3 separate regions of the Mus musculus genome follow, and regions 2 and 3 are each linked to region 1. A link is a contact called in public HiChIP or PLAC-seq data. All regions are on one chromosome and are shown on one strand. The core of a region is the stretch at or near the end of the contact, and the rest is flanking DNA. Distances in the headings are between cores, read along the strand shown.

The links. HiChIP or PLAC-seq counts read pairs in DNA pulled down with a chosen protein or histone mark.
Region 2: an H3K27ac HiChIP or PLAC-seq map of embryonic stem cells shows a contact between it and region 1, with 14 read pairs. The contact joins the promoter of Itpkc here to the enhancer-like site in region 1. A contact is called at or near these places in 2 of 15 datasets of contacts at CTCF or cohesin (CD8 T cells and embryonic stem cells), 3 of 115 datasets of contacts at active chromatin or transcription factors (all in embryonic stem cells) and 3 of 9 other capture datasets (adipose tissue, liver and pancreatic islet).
Region 3: an H3K27ac HiChIP or PLAC-seq map of embryonic stem cells shows a contact between it and region 1, with 16 read pairs. The contact joins two enhancer-like sites. A contact is called at or near these places in 1 of 39 promoter capture datasets (macrophages), 4 of 15 datasets of contacts at CTCF or cohesin (CD8 T cells, embryonic stem cells and pro-B cells), 22 of 484 Hi-C or Micro-C datasets (the G1E-ER4 cell line, the HL-1 cell line, the N1E-115 cell line and 13 more), 16 of 115 datasets of contacts at active chromatin or transcription factors (embryonic stem cells, epiblast stem cells, forebrain and 1 more) and 5 of 9 other capture datasets (adipose tissue, embryonic stem cells, embryonic tail and 2 more).

Annotation. Positions count from the first base shown.
Region 1 is chr7:27,309,038-27,312,053 of GRCm38.p6, forward strand. It overlaps Ltbp4 (latent transforming growth factor beta binding protein 4), which reads right to left. Exons shown (of 30, transcript NM_001113549.1): 23 at 1,484-1,750; 24 at 1,144-1,215; 25 at 249-377; 26 at 1-30. Among named protein-coding and RNA genes, the nearest start is that of Gm30543, 19 kb to the right of the region's middle. Within about 2 kb of position 1,579, at least 41 of the 459 cell types and tissues checked have an H3K27ac peak or open chromatin away from gene starts, as enhancers often do. A contact at or near this core is called in differentiating embryonic stem cells, embryonic stem cells and pancreatic islet, where this site is marked.
Region 2 is chr7:27,226,775-27,230,059 of GRCm38.p6, forward strand. Itpkc (inositol 1,4,5-trisphosphate 3-kinase C) reads right to left here and starts at 1,843. Exons shown (of 7, transcript NM_181593.3): 1 at 577-1,843. The coding sequence starts at 1,713. It also overlaps a transcript of Coq8b not described here.
Region 3 is chr7:27,402,983-27,406,109 of GRCm38.p6, forward strand. It overlaps Sptbn4 (spectrin beta, non-erythrocytic 4), which reads right to left. Exons shown (of 36, transcript NM_032610.2): 16 at 1,186-1,936. Among named protein-coding and RNA genes, the nearest start is that of Sptbn4, 42 kb to the right of the region's middle. Within about 2 kb of position 1,474, at least 13 of the 459 cell types and tissues checked have an H3K27ac peak or open chromatin away from gene starts, as enhancers often do. A contact at or near this core is called in differentiating embryonic stem cells and embryonic stem cells, where this site is marked.

The DNA of each region.
Region 1 (3,016 bases), core at 329-2,828:
CAGGCTCCTCGTCCGCACATTCGTCATTATCTAGGAAAGTATGGGAGGAAGGGCGGGGGGTTGCGGGGGAGGCAGTTACCAGGATGAACTCTGGTTCACATTTCCTCAGCTCACATTGTGATGGATAGAGTCTAGACTTCCTGCTGGGTTGGCTACATTCCTACTTGGGGCGGGGGTGGGGTGGGGTGGGGTGTTGGAGGGGGGACTGGCCTGGCCAGAATTGGGGGTGGGGAAGGTGGGGCTCATACCAACGCACTCCAGCCTGTGTGCGTGATAGTAGAACCCGTTGCTGCAATAGCAAGAGTAGCCTGGGGCCGTGTTCACACACACTCCGCTCTTGCACACCTGGTCCTGGAAGAGTTGGCATTCGTCCACATCTGCAGGAAAAGGTGGAGGGAGGTGAGGGCAGGGGTGGGTTTGATTTGAAGAAAACAGGTAGTGTGGGATATAGCCAGTCACAAGAGAGGAAGAGCGCAATGGTACCCGCAAGTTGAGGCACGGAAAACTGGAACCAGAAGGCAGGATGAGGAGGGGATCTTAAGAATAAAGTGAGAGACAGAAAAGGGAGCCAGGTATGTCGGAGCATGCATGAAAACCCAGCAGTCAAGAGGTGGAAATAGGAGGAACAGGAGTTCAAGGTTAGCTTCTGCTGCCTGGCTAATTCTTGGCAAGCCTGGGCTACTTGACTCTGTAGCCAAAAACACAAATTAAAAATGAGGAGAGAAAAGAAAGGTATAGCAGGTGGTACTGGCACACACCATGGATCTCAGCACTAGGGAGCCAGAGGCAGGTGGATCTCTGAGTTCAAGGCCAGCCTGGTCTATGGAGTGAGTTCCAGGACAGCCAGGGCTACCTAAGGAAATCCTGTCTTGAAAACCCAAAAGAAAATTAACAAAAAAAAAAAAAAAAAAAAAAAAAAAAAAAAAAAAAGGAAAAGGAAAAGGAAGGAAGAAGAAAAAGAAAGACAGGAGCAAGAAATTGAGTGGCTTACAAGTTTGAGGCTGGTCTGGACTACTAGTGAGATACACTCCTCAAAAATAAGCTAACAAATGAGAAAGCAAGCAAGCAAGAAGGAACAGAGGCAGGGTGAGACAGAGCTTGGCCTAGGGACTGAGGGTAGGTGGGGTTGAAGTCTGGCCTTACCTCTCCGGGCACTCAGGTCTCCACTGGGCACCAGGTAGCCCCGGCCGTGAGGACACAATGACTGGTATTCAGCTGTACATAGAAGGAAAGAACTCTGAAACCCGAGCCCCAGTCCCTGCCTGAGTTCACTGGCTGTAGCCTCCTACCAGGTGCTAAAGCCCAGGCCTGTCAGCACCCACTTCTCAGCTTCATGCCCACTGATGCCCGCCTGGTGGCTGATGGCTCACTCTTGTCCCGGCTGCACCACTAACCCAATCCTTAGTCTAAACGTATCCTCTTTCCAATCCCCATATCTACACCAAGAGCTTGAGCCCTTGTCTCCCTCACAGGCCACGCCCACCTGTCTCGGTGCCCGGGCACTGTTGGATGCGGCAGCCGCTGCCCCAGCCTTCTCCCACAGTACAGCAGCACTCCTGCCACGTCACGTTTCGGGCCAAGATATTGTCACACGCATCTGGAGCGGCTGTATCAAAGTAGCACTCGCGACGTCCACTGCTCACGGGACCCTGCCTGGGAGGGCTGGGTCTTCGAGGTGGGGGAGGGGCTGGTGGCCTGGCTGGAAGACTGGGGCTGGCAGGTGCTTGGGGCTGGGAGCCAGGGAACGTGCCTGAAGAAACAAAAGGCAAGGTATTTGTTTTTGAGAGAGGGTTTCCTTGTGTAGCATGTAGCCCTGGCTGTCCTGCAACCCACTCTGTAGACCAAGCAAACCTTGAACTCCTAGCCTCTGCCTCCCGAGTGCTAGGATTAAAGGCGTACACCACCACAAGGATTCAAACTGATTTTTAAAAATCAATATCATTTAGTAGTCTAGTACGGCATAAACTCAGAGATCCTCCTTGCCTCACCCCCTAAGTGCTGAGATTACAGGTGTGAGCCACCATGCCTAGTTTCATTTTGGCTATTTGCCCTCTCCTATCACTTTGGTATCCTTTGCTTCACACTCTCCCACTTCCTGGTGTCCCCTCAGCTATGGGACAGGAGGGGACAGGTGATTTCCTGTGCTTTCCCTGTGACCCTCTGGGTCTTCACACCCAGCTTGTCCCAGACTAGATCAAACCACTCCCCCGCCAGGCAGGCAGCCTCGTCGCTTGCCCACCTCTTAGATGTTTCTCCCACCCACTGTCCTGTAGAGAGAATCTCTTGTGCACTGTGTGGAAGCATCACCTGTCAATCAAAAGCTGATGGCCTATTAGCAAGAGGCAGGAAATAGAAGGTGGGAGTTCCAGTTTAGAGAGATTGGAACGCTAGGAGACAGAGGCGGGAGGATATATCCCGGTCTCTGAGGAAGAAAGACACGTGAAACCGAGGAGAGGTAACTAGTCTTATGGCAGACTTAGACTAGTTTGAACAGGATAATTGAGTTACAAACTGGCAGGAATGAGTCAACACTTATGACATTTATTCATAAATAAATAAGTCTCAGAGTCATTATTTTGGGAATAGGGGCACGTGTGTAAAAGCTTGAGGTTACACTGCCCCTCCCCACTCAAGACCCCTGGTTTGGTCCAACTTTGTCCTCTCTGCTTCAACACTTTCACTCAACACTTTCACACAGCATCCCCAGGGAGATTCCAAACTCTTTCTGGATTGAAACCGGTCCATGGTGCTCCGTGCCCTGAGAAGTCCAACCTCCTAAAACAAGTACCCAGAGCATTAGCGAGGCACACCTTCTAGGTATGTCTGTGAGGGCTTTTCCAGGAAGACCTACGGCAGCCCCCCCTAGGATAGAACTTGGAACTGAATAAAAAGGGAAGAAGGAAAAACCAACTGAGTTCTCCCATCCTTGCTTCCTGGTCCCCAGTCGGTGAGCAATAGCCTCACACTCCTGCAACCGTGTATTCCCCATAGGTGGACTCCACCCTCAAGCCATAAG
Region 2 (3,285 bases), core at 593-3,092, 82 kb before region 1:
ACCAATACATCTGAGATTTTGTTTTTAACATTGGTGTTTTGCCTCCATGTGTGTCTGTGTGAGGGTGTCAGATCCCCTGGAACTGGAGTTACAGACAATTGTGAACTGTCATGTGGGTGCTGGGATTTGAACCTGGGTCCTTTGGAAGAACAGCCAGTGCTCTTAGAGCTGAGCCATCTCTCCAGCCTCTTACTGGTGGTATTCTTAAGAGCTGGGCATCAGACTTCCTGCGGAGGAGTCCACAGAAGCCTTGCATGTAAAATTATGTGTGCACCTAGACTCACACACTGGCACAATCTCAGAGATCCCTTAGGCCTGATTAAGGTCCACTGCGGACCGCTCCCAAGAACTAGTGACAGAGGGGTTAAAGGAAAAGACAGAAATGAAAGAGCAAAGAGTAGGGGGTTAATGAAATGGGTTAGTCACCTGGTGTCACGGGGAAGTGACCAGTGAATGGAAGAGGGAGCGAGAGATGGAATTGCCGGCAGGTAGGTAAGAGTAACCTGGAAGAGGACTTTCTAAGCCAAGGCAAAAGGATGGGAGGACATGAGATTTGGGGTGGTGGGTCCTACTCACTCCAGCTCTGTCCTCAGGATCGCTGGTACCTCCGCCCCCGGCTACCAAGTCATCCTCAGATTCATCAAAAGAGGAGGCAGAAGAGAAGCCGCCAGTGCCCCCCTCAATCCGGGATTGGGGTCCCACCGGCTGGGCCTCAGGTTCAGGAGTCTCTGGGGTGATGATAAGGCGGGGCACAGGACACAGGGAGCTGCACTCCAGGTGGGAGCACAGGTTAGTCACCAACTCTCCAGGCTCTGATAAATCTAATGGATCATTTCCATTGGACTCCCCCAAAACGCTGTCATCCCGGAGGCCATCAGTGCCAGGTTGAGTCAAGGCACTCTCAGTGTCTTTTGAGGAAAAACCATCACTCCCAGGTTGTCTGCAGGCTGTCTGAGTACTAGGTCCTTTGAGAGAGTCATCAGTTTGGGACTCTATCCAGAAGCCGTCGGTGTCATGTGGAGTCCTGGAAGCATCCGCGGACAATTCTTTGCCGGAGTTATCAGCACTTGATTCTGGTGAGAGGCAGACTGGGTGAGTTTGGAGTTTGGACACGCCATGGTGGGTCCTAAGGTTATCAACCCTGGGCTTGTTGTCCCTCTCTGGCAGAGTCTGCCACATATCGGATCTGTCCAGTTCGGTCCAGGACTCATCAAACCCTGGTTGGGTACAGAGGCTGGCTCTCTTTGGCCGAGACTGGAGGTCAGATCTGTGAAGATCAGTTCGAAAGCCATCTGTCCAGGAACCGGCCATCTCCATCTCAACCAGGGGGCTGTTCCTTCTTGGATGTGTCTGGAGGTTGGACCCGTCTAGCTCCTTATTTTGCCTGGGCTTCTCCGACGCAACTACTAGGCCAGCTGCTTCGCACTCCGCGTGTCCATCTCCACAGGATTCTGCCTGTGGACCGTTCGGACACGGCGCAGGCTCGAGGTCGGTCCTCTCCGCCTCGGAGTGGAGGCTGGACTCCTCGATCCAGGCCCGGGGACCGCCCCCCTCCGGCCGTCCCGTCGGGCCACCTGCTCCCGGTCCAGGTCGTTGTAGTCCAGGCTGTCGCCGCCGCCCACCTCGCAGCGCCTCCAGCCCCATGCGGGCCTCGGCTGGCAGTGCGCCGGCCTCCGCCTCGCTCAGGCTCCCCCGGCACGGGCAGCGCCTCATACCCGCTCCCAGGGCCCGGGCTTTGGCCCGTCCGGCCCCTCCTTCCCCTTTAAAATCCTACGAGGGGTGTGGCTGGGGAGCCCCAACTCGTGGGTTCCGGCCCGCCGAGCTCCAGGCCGCTCGGATATGCAGGGGTTAACCGATACTCCACCTCCCAGGGAAAGCCCAAAACACGGCCCTCGCCGGAAGTGACGAGTTGACGAGTGTGGGGCGGAGCCTCGGATGCCACCGTGTGTCTCGCAGGGAACCAGCACTTGGCTTCTGATTCTGGTCAGGGTCTAGGTCGTGCGCCCCCGCGATCTTTCCCTACATCACTTACTCCGCCCCAGTAACAAGTTCAACCACGCACTCATTCAACATTCAGAGACAAGATGGACTTTCCAAAGACTTGAGACATCCCCACAGGCGTAAGTTTCAGTGCTTCCGCAGTCAATTCTCAAGCAGTTAGTTGCCTTCCCTTCCACTAAATCTCCCGTGAGAAGTCTGATGCATGGTGGTACAAACCTGTAATCCCAACACTTGGGAAATGGAGAGTGGAGGTTCAGAGGTTGTCATCCTTAGTTCCATGGCCAGTTCCTAGTCAGGGGTAGTCACACACGCACACAGAGGAGACAACTTGATGGTACAGCTTTTTATACCCGCACTCTGGAGGCAGAGGCTAACGGATCTATGTGAGTTCTAGGCCAACCTGGACCACATAGACCCCCCATCTCAAACACTCCTCCCCAATACACACAAAAGGGGAGGGGAATGAAATGACAGCAGGTCTGCCAAATCTGATGTCCTGAGTTCGAGCCCAGGACTGCAGAGTGCGAGATTTGTGGATAAATAAATTTATATGTGTTTGTTTTCAAAGAATTCCAGGGCTAGCCGGGTATGTGCCCTACACCGTTAATTACTGTACTAAGGAGTCAAAGGCAGGCAGATTTCTGAGTTCAAGGCCAGCCTGATCTACAAAGTGAGTTCTAGGACAGCCAGGGCTATTACACAGAAACCATGTCTTGAAAAACAACAAAACCCGGGCGGTGGTGGCGCACGCCTTTAATCCCAGCTCTTGGGAGGCAGAGGCAGGCGGATTTCTGAGTTTGAGGCCAGCCTGGTCTACAGAGTGAGTTCCAGGACAGCCAGGGGCTATACTGAGAAACCCTGTCTTGAAAAACAAACAAACCAACAACAACAGGGGAGAGAGAGAAAGAGAGAGAGAGAGGAAGGAAGGAAGAAAGAAAAAGAAAAACAACAAAAACAGTCTCAGGGCTGGAGAGATGGATCTGTAGTTAAGAGCCATTAGTCGCTCTCTTGAAGAATTGGGAGTTTGGTTTCTAGCACCCTGAATGGGGGTTCACAATCATCTCTAACCACAATTCTAGGGCATTGAACACCCTCTTGTGGTTTCTTCAGGGCATGCATAGCATGCACAGACATTTGCAGGCAAAATTACCCGCACACATAAAATTAAATCTTTTTAAGGCTGGCAGGGTGGCACACACCTTTAATCCCCAGTACTCAGGACAGAGGCAGACAGATCTCTGTGAATTTATGCTAGTTCCAGGTCAGCCAGAGCTACATATAGAA
Region 3 (3,127 bases), core at 224-2,723, 94 kb after region 1:
CGCTGGTTGGCTTCAGGCACAGTTCCACCTCAGGGTCTTTTACTCCTGCTGGCCCCTCTTTTTAGCAGTCTGTCCTTCCAGATTCCCCCAGGTCTCTGCCCACTCTGCCAAATCTATGAATTATCCTCTCTTGCTAGCTCCTTCCAGATAATCCACAATCCCAATAAGCCACTTCAAATTCACCTCTCATAAACCACTAAACCCAAGCAGAGCATTAATCTCAGAACTTTGTGAAGTGGAGACTGGAAGATCTGTGAGAGTTCAAGGCCAGCCTGGTCTGTACAGAGAGTTCCAGACCCCCAGGGCTCCATAGATCCTGTCTCCATAAAAGCAAGGGTTGGACAAATGGCTCATTGGTTAAGAGTATTTACTGCTCGTCCAGAAAAATCTGAGTTGGGTTCCTAGCACCCACATTCCGCATTCCACAACGACCAACTCCAGTGGCTCCATCGCCTTGGCCTTCTTGGGAATCTTCACGTGTACACACAGGTGCACACCGTTAAATATAATAAAAATAAATTCTTTTTTAAATTAAAAGATAGGAAGATGGAGAGATGGCTCCAGTATTAAGAGCACACGCTGCTCTTCCAAAGGACCTGTGTTCGATTCCCATCACCCACATGGTGGCTCATAACTGTAACTCTAATCCCAAAGGATCTGGTGCCCTCTTCTGGCCTCCCAGGACTCTAAATGCATTTTATGCATGAATACACACAGGCAAAACAAATAAAAATAATTTTTTAAATTAAAAGCTGGTCGTCTATGCTACTATGCGCGAATGGTGGTGGCACATGCCTTTAATCCTAGCACTTGTAAGGCAGAGGCAGTAGGATCTTTGTGAATGCAAGTCCAGCCTAATCTACATAGCGAGTTCCAGCACCGCCAAGACTATATAGAAAGGCCCTGTCTTGATTCGATGATAGATAGATAGATAGATAGATAGATAGATAGATAGATAGATAGATAGATAGAAAATATACCGCCCCATGAACCCACACCATTCAACATAACCTTTTATCTCTGTCACAGACCTCAATTTTCCAGATAAACCACTACTCCTTTAATTCCCTACCCCCAAACAAAGCAGGAATCTAGGGGTCCCAGGAAACACATCAAAGCAAGTCTGTGCCCCCACACCCAATCCCTCTCAGCCCAGACCCCGCACCCCAGACAGCCATCAGGCACCTGGTTGCGCAGCACCGCAAGCGCCTGGCACAGGTCTCTCAGGAAGAGTTGATAGACGTGCGCTTGGACCAGCGCCTCCCTGCGCTCCTCCCACAAGCCGAGCAGTTTGTGCCAGCCAACCTCGAGGTGCGGCAGCCACTCGTCTAGCGCCAGACCGGGGCCCAGCTCCGCGCCCTCGGACGCTAGCAGCGCTTCACTGGCAGCCACGATGCGCGCGTAGTCCTCCTCACGCTGATCCACCTCCTCCTTGAGCGCGGCGTGGCGCGCCAGCAGCCCATCCGCCTCCTCCAGGCTGCGAGGCAGCGGCCCCTCGACGGCGCCTGCTGCCTCCTGCGCCCGCACCAGCCAGTCCAGGAAAGTATCCAAATCGCGCAGGAAACGCTGCAGGCGACCTGCCGCCGCAACCGCCTCGCCGCAGGCCTGAGCCGCTCCGGCCAGTGCGCCCCACTCGGCTCCTAGCTCCTCGGCGCCCTGGTGCAGGCGCGTCGCCTGTGCGGGGAAGCGTTCGGCCAGCAGCGCCGCCTCCTCCAGCAGCGCCGCCTGTCGCGGCTCTAGCGCCTGTAGAGCCGCCTCCAGGCCACTCAGGCGCCATTGCAGGGCTCCCCCCGCCCGGGGCGCGCTCTCCACTGCCCGTCGCTTCTCGCGCACTTGGGCGCGCACCTCGGCCACCTCCAGCACGTGGTTCTCCACCAGCAGCACCGCGCTCATCTCCTCTTTGCGCTGTTCCACCAACTCCACGATGCGGTTCCACCTGTTCAGGGGCGGGAAAGAGGGTGATCGGATGCGGAGAATCCGCACACCCAGGGTAAAATCCAGGTTTTCGGACGCTCAGAAGCCTGGGAGAGTCCCAGTTTGTGCCTAAATCAATAGTATCTCACTCTGGACAGTGCTTAGAGCACAACTTTCAATGTATGTATCGTTCCAGCGCTACCAAATTATCTTCATAATAATATTAGGATTCTGTTTGTTATCTCATTATCTTTCAGAGTTTATTAGCAACTGAGGACGGAAAACAGACAACAGCTGCCTGCCTAGGGCACACAGTCCAGAGAATCACGGCTGTGTGGTGTAGTACACACCTATGATCTTAGCACTCCTTGGGCTACACAGACCCTGTCAAAGGAGGAGGAGGAGGAGGAGGAGGAGGAGGAGGAGGAGGAGGAGGAGGAGGAGGAGGAGGAGGAGGAGGAAGGGAGGGAGGGAGGGGAAGGGGAAGAGGGCATGATGTGTGTCTTTTTTTTTTTTTAAGAATTGCTTATTTATTTTATGTACACTGATGCTGTCTTCAGACACACCAGAAGAGGGCATCAGATCCCATTACAAATGGTTGTAGGCCACCATTCTGGTTGCTGAAAATTGAACTCAAGATCTCTGGAAGAGCTCTTAACCACTGAGCCATCTCTCCAGCCCCATAATTTACTTTTTAATGTCTGTGCTCATTTCATCTGCAGGTATATACACCCCACCCCATCCCTTTTTAGACAGGTCCTAGTAGGTAGCTGAGGCTAGCCTGGAACTTGTGATCTTTCTGCTTCTGTCTCCTCAGTGATGGCACTGGATACAGGTACACTTCTGGTTTTTAAGTTGCCTTGAAACCCTGGACTCCAGTTCCTTCTGCCTCAGACCCCTCTATACCACCCAAAATGTAATTTAAAAAAAAACATGTTCTAAATTCTGGAAGCTCTATTGTGGACCCCAGGAGGCTGGAGGATAAAACAGTTAATTAAATTAAAGTACTTAGGAAGCCAGTCGTGATGGTACACTCCCATAATCCTAGCATGTGGAAAGCATAGGCCAGCCTTGTTATACAGAAAGTTCAAGCTAGCCTAGATTACAGGAGATCTTCTCTCAGAAGTAAAAAGGAGCAGGGCATGGTGGAACACATCTTAGTCCCAGTGCTTGGGAGGCAGAGGCAGGCAGATCTCTGTGAGTTCGAAATGAG